Regions from separate parts of the Sus scrofa genome. Here region 1 is linked to region 2. A link is a contact called in public Hi-C data. All regions are on one chromosome and are shown on one strand. The core of a region is the stretch at or near the end of the contact, and the rest is flanking DNA. Distances in the headings are between cores, read along the strand shown.

What was found. A called contact is a pair of places that touch in the nucleus more often than the background predicts.
Region 1: a Hi-C map of liver shows a contact between it and region 2, with 3 times the contacts expected there. The contact joins the promoter of SHB here to the enhancer-like site in region 2. A contact is called at or near these places in 2 of 5 promoter capture datasets (both in liver), 7 of 47 Hi-C or Micro-C datasets (embryonic fibroblasts, fibroblasts, heart right ventricle and 1 more) and 1 of 2 datasets of contacts at active chromatin or transcription factors (skeletal muscle).

What each region holds. Positions count from the first base shown.
Region 1 is chr1:238,825,152-238,827,936 of Sscrofa11.1, forward strand. SHB (SH2 domain-containing adapter protein B) reads right to left here and starts at 1,273. Exons shown (of 6, transcript XM_021066254.1): 1 at 1-1,273. The coding sequence starts at 649.
Region 2 is chr1:238,766,070-238,768,769 of Sscrofa11.1, forward strand. The region is part of intron 2 of SHB (SH2 domain-containing adapter protein B); the gene reads right to left. Among named protein-coding and RNA genes, the nearest start is that of SHB, 59 kb to the right of the region's middle. Within about 2 kb of position 1,377, at least 27 of the 83 cell types and tissues checked have an H3K27ac peak or open chromatin away from gene starts, as enhancers often do. A contact at or near this core is called in embryonic fibroblasts and liver, where this site is marked.

The DNA.
Region 1 (2,785 bases), core at 23-2,522, 59 kb after region 2:
TCTTGCCTCCGCAGGCCGTCGGGCTCCAAGTGCGGCCGCCGGAGCAGGCACCCCCCGGGGGGTCTCCGGCACCGCCCGCGGCGCTCTCCACCTTAATGAGCCGGTGCTTGGGGGAGATGTAGCGCACCTCGGCCGGCGTGGCGGGCCGCCGTTCGCTGCTGCTGCGGTAGAGGTGCGGGGAGCCAGAGGACGAGGACGAGGACGCGGCGGCGCCCGCGCCGGAGGAGGCACAGCAGCAGCCCGAGGCGCCCGACGCGGACGAGGCCGAGAAGGCGCGCTGGCCCCCGCCCGGCTCCCCGCCGCCGCAGTAGTCCAGGCGGCACATGGCTCGCAGTTTGCGCAGCGACGAGCCGGGCCCGTTGTAGGGGTCCTCAAAGTCGCGCTCCTTCTGTGCGCGGTAGGCACGGATGAGATCGCTCGTGCTGCCGCTGTCGTCGGGCAGAGACCCGGACGAGGCCGAGAAGCAGGAGGCGGCGGCCGTACCGCAGGACGCCGAGGCGGCCGCGGGGGCCTGCGGCACGGCCTGGGGGGGCTGCGAGGGCCGTTCGCCCCGGCGCCGCTGCTCGCGGTAGTCTGGCCGCGGCGGCTGTGGGGGGCTCTTGGTCTTGCTGTTGCCCAAGCTGAAGTACTTGTTCAGCCACTTGGCCATGGCGAGAGGCCGCCTAGGGCCGCGGCGCGGGAGCCCGGTCCGCCGCCGCGGCCATTCGGGGGGCAGCGCTGCCTCCCAGGTCCCACGGCGCCCCGGCCCCGGCGAGGGGCGTCCGGGGCGCCTGCTCCCGACGCCAAGTTCAAGTTCTCTCCGCCGCCTCCTGCCGGCCGCTCCCGGGCTCCGGCAGCTGCAGCACCGCCCTCCGCCTCCGCCGCGCGCCTCCTGGGCTTCGGATCTCTCGCCCCTCGCGGGCGCGTCTCATGGGATCCCGGCCCCGGCCCCAAGGAGAGCGAAAGGCCCAGACGCCCCCCTCCTCGGACGCTCTGGCAGTGCGCTCCGCCGCGGAGCGCGCTCCTGTCCCGTCGGAGCCGCAGGCTCCGCCTTGGCCGGGATCCGCCGCTGCTGCGGGAACTTGTCGGCTTCCTCGGTCCCCCCGCCCCTTTCTTCCTTCCCAAGAGTGGTGGGGTGAGCCCGGCCCCCGGCCGGCAAGCAAGCAGGCGGGAGAGCGAGCGAGCGACGGAGGGAGGGAGGGAGGGAGGCAGCCGGCGCCCGCCCGAGCCCGCGCGCCCGTGCCCGTCCCGGCGGCGCCTGCCGCTGCCGCTGTCGCCGCCTCCCGAACCGCCGCGTGTGTGACACTCTGTCCGCCAGAGCCCGCCCCGCGCCGCGGCCCCGCCCTCCCCGGGCTTGTGCGCGCCCCGCCCCCAGCCCGCCCCCGCAGGCCCCGCCCCGCCCACCCCCACCAGCCCTGCTGCCAGACCTCGGCCCTGGCCCTACCCCGCTAGCGCCCAGGTCCTCGGCTGGAGTACTTCTCTCCCTTTCAGCAAGCGCCACCTCCCGCGGCCGCCTCGGCGCCAGTCCCCGGGTCGCGCCTGAGGGCGCCGGGGTCCTGCGGCGCAGCCAACCCCGCCTCACTCGCGGCCCGCCGCCGCCTAGGGCGAGAGGTTGCCAGCCTGAGCCTGCTGTGCGCAGAAGCCAAACCCTCCCTTGAGATCCACGCGCCATGCTACGCAGGGATCCCCACTGTTGGGGACATGGGACATTTTTAGTTAACAGCTTGATCCACTTGGAGGAAATGCGGTGCCAAGGCCCCTTAGGAACAGGGTGCCTATCCCCTGCTTAAAGACACGAAGACTCCCGTTCCTCCCCCTGTGCCAGATCATCGGAAAAAATCTTTATGCTAATAAGTGTTTTAGCAATCCAGATGAAGGATGCAGCCAGGATAGGTGGCAGGGGCCCGGCTCCGCACCAATGGGAGAGCCAACCTGAGAGGTCGAAATGTTTGCTTACCTTTTCACTTCTGAGGAAGCCATGGCTTTAACCCAGCTCACAGCCAGCTTGGCAGAATGAACTGTTGGAACATTTAATGCCTAAAGTTGTAGGAGCTGGCAAGGCTCCGTTTAATCCAGGGCTCTCACTTTACATGATGGAGATACTGAGGCTCAGAGCAAGGTCACCCAGGTGGGCCTGAATGCCAGCTAAGTAGTCTGATGGTGCCGAAATTGTGTCATTTCCCATCGTTCTTTGATTATTAAAATGAGGAAACTGAGGTCGAGTCAGGGGCATATCATGGTCGAGTCAGGGGCATATCATGCTCAGTGAAGCTTTCCCTGGGAGGCAGATACGCTCTCCAGAGACTGAAGAACTGCCTGGAAAGGAAGTAAATGCACTAGAGCTCCTTTGAATTTGGCTGGTCAAGCCCCAGAATATGACATACCCTGATGGGTAAGAACTGAGATCTGAGAAATTCTCTAAAAATGCTGATTTATTAGGATGGTTGTCCAAATCATTAATTATCTCCACTTGCAACATGTACATTACAGATGGGCTTTGGGAGAATCTACTTTTTCCTATATCCTATAGGAAAATTGGCACCTGAAAAACCAGGGAGCAAGGCCACTGGCTCTTTTGGTCAGGACTGGAGGTGGAGGTCAAACTCTCAGTCTGAGGCTCCTGGACAAGGAGGACCGGAAAGTTGTTGACTCTTCCTCTGCCTGAGGCCACAGAGGGGGTAGTGCCAGAACCGGAACTCCAATTTGGGTCTTACTCCAAAGCTTGTGCTCTGTCCACTCAGCGACACACAGTGATGCAATGGTATTGACTGCAAATTGTCCCTTCGGGATCAAGCTATTTGCTGTT
Region 2 (2,700 bases), core at 127-2,626:
CCCTCCTTCTAGGAGCTCTCGGCCAGGGAGGGGGCAGGGAAAAGAGGCACAACCAGACACCTCCATGCAGCCCCCCACCTGGAGACAGAACTGGTCTCCAAGACGGAGCAAGGCACCCAGGGCCTCCTGCCCGACTCCCACCCAACCCCACCCAGAGGCCAAGCCAGCTCCTTTTCTACTTACAACTCATTTAGGTTCTTTTTTTTTTTTTTTTTTTTTTTTGGTCTTTTTAGGGCTACACACAAGGCATATGGAGATTCCCAGGCTAGGGATCCAATCGGAGCTGTAGCCGCCGGCCTAGGCCAGAGCCACAGCAACGTGGGATCCAAGCCACGTCTGCGACCTATACCATAGCTCACGGCAACGCTGGATCTTAACCCACGAGGGAGGCCAGGGATCAAACCTGCAACCTCATGGAGACTAGTCAGATTTGTTTCCACTGAGCCACATTGGGAACTCCCTGACCCATTTAGTAACCGGTTAAACTCGGGCTTTCCAGATGTGGCACTCCTCCTCAGAGGAGGGGAGGTCTCTGGGCTCCTAAGGCGGCCTCAACATGTCTATCTGCCAGCCCTGGGTCCCTGCAATTAACTAATAGTCTCATGCATTCAACAACTATTCACTCAGCCCCTACTTTGTGCCACATCATACTTTAGCTACTGAGCTTCTAGCAGGAACAAAGCAGACACTTCTGCCCATGTGAAAGCCACACCTAGCAGCAGCACTAAGATTGACTATAAACAGATAAAGTGTGAGTAAAATATAGGGTATGCTAAATAAGGAACAGAGTTAAGGAAGAAAATCAAGCAGAGATTGGGGCAGGCGGTGGGGGGGGCGTGTTTCGGGTGGGCTGAAATTTAAGGTAAATGGCAGGCAAGGCCACTGTGAGTCAAGACGTCATGTATGTCTCTGCTCAATGTCCCCTCTCTGTGCAGCCCACACTGGTCTTCAGGAGCCGGACCACCCCTTCCTCTGTTCTCTTTCCAGCATCGCTCTGCTTGGCTTGTTTTATACTATAGACAGCAGAGCTTGTCTAGGTCCTTGTCAACCCCCCACATCAGACATGGGCACCTGGAGGGCAGGGACCGAGGTCTAGCCCACAGCAGGTGCCCTGTCAATGACTGTCAGCTTTCCGTGGCCTCTTTCAGTCCTGCTGCAACTTTCCTGAAAGGCTGGACAAGCTCAGTGTCAAGGGTCAAAAGGGCAAGGGGCATGTGTGGTGAGAGAACAGGAAGCAACTGCCCGTCTGGGCCCCCTGGTCACCATGGAAACCTGGGCTTCCCACTCCCCTCCCTACGGGGCCTCCCTGGGCTTGGAGCTCAGCAGGTGAACACCATTGGGCTGGGCGTGTGTGTGAGCTGGGCTGTTTCTCAAGAACAGGAAAGTCATCGGGTGACTAATACAAAATCTATTTACACTTGATTATCTCCTTCCTGTCCAGTAGGTAAGTCATTCTGGTAAATGACAGACCAGCCAGGGAACTCCGTGCAGTCCATGACCAAGCCTCCCATCTGTCAGGCAGAAGGGTGCAAGGGCACGTTTCAAAATATTTCAAAACAAGGCCCGTGAGCCCTCTGTGAGAAGTCCAGAGGCTTGCTGCTGTGTGACTCTGGCCAGCTGGTGCCCTTCTCTGGGCCTCGAGCAGAAAGAGGGCTGGGTAGAAAGACTGTTCTTCAGTTACAGCTCCATCCCGACATCCCCCAGCTGGGGGAGAGCTGTGACCCACAGGACAGGCTGAAGCCTGAGGCCACTTGGGGAGCAGACAGACCAGCGAGGAGCATGAGTTACCCCCAACACGTCTATCAGCCCTGGATCCCTGGAATTAACTACTAGCCTCATGCATTCTGCAACTATTTACTAAGCCCGTTCGTATCACGTACTACTTTAGCTATTGAGGTCCCAGCAGGAACAAAGCAGACACTTCTGCCCCTGTGAAACCCACATCTTAGTGGCAGACTGACTATAAACAGATAAAGTGTGGGTAAAATACAGAGTGTGCTAAATAAGAAGCAGAGTTAAGGGAAAAAATCAAGCAAAGAAGGGGTGGGACGTGTTGGGGATGGGCTGAAATTTAAGGTGAGAAGGTGCGGAGGGGGAGGCCAGATTGGGGGAGGGGAGGGAGGGGAGCGGGACACCGTTTGGGGAGCAGAGCTGTGGAGCAGGCCAGGTGAGGGAGAGAAGCGAGTGCATGGACACTGCAGGAGCAGAGGCCACGGGCACAGTGCAGGTGGGAAGGGCCTGGGCTCAGGGATCTGGACAGAAACGCCCTTTACTTTCCTGCTACCAGGAGGACAAGAGCAGTGCTGCCTCGAACCAGTGGGCAGAGGTGATGGTGAACATGCGAGAAAGGTGGAAATCTCCAGTAGGGTGGCCAGAGATGGCCTCTCTGACATCTAGCTGAGACTCAGAGGCCCGCTGATCTGAGAAGCATTTGCTGGTCTTCAGGGATTTTATTCTGAGATTTAAGAACAGCAGCTCCAGGAAGGGTCTCCGGAGGCTGGCTGTGCAGAGGGTGCAGACCTGCACTCCCAGCCCTGCCTCTCCTGAGAGCAGAGGGAGGCATGCATGCTCCTGGAAGGGGGCCAGGATCAGCTCTTTCTTACCACCTGGTAAGATCTGGGCTGGTATCACACACAGGTGGGTGTGGGCAGCGCAGGAAAAGGTGTCATCCTGGCCAGGACAACTGCCGAAGCCTGATGC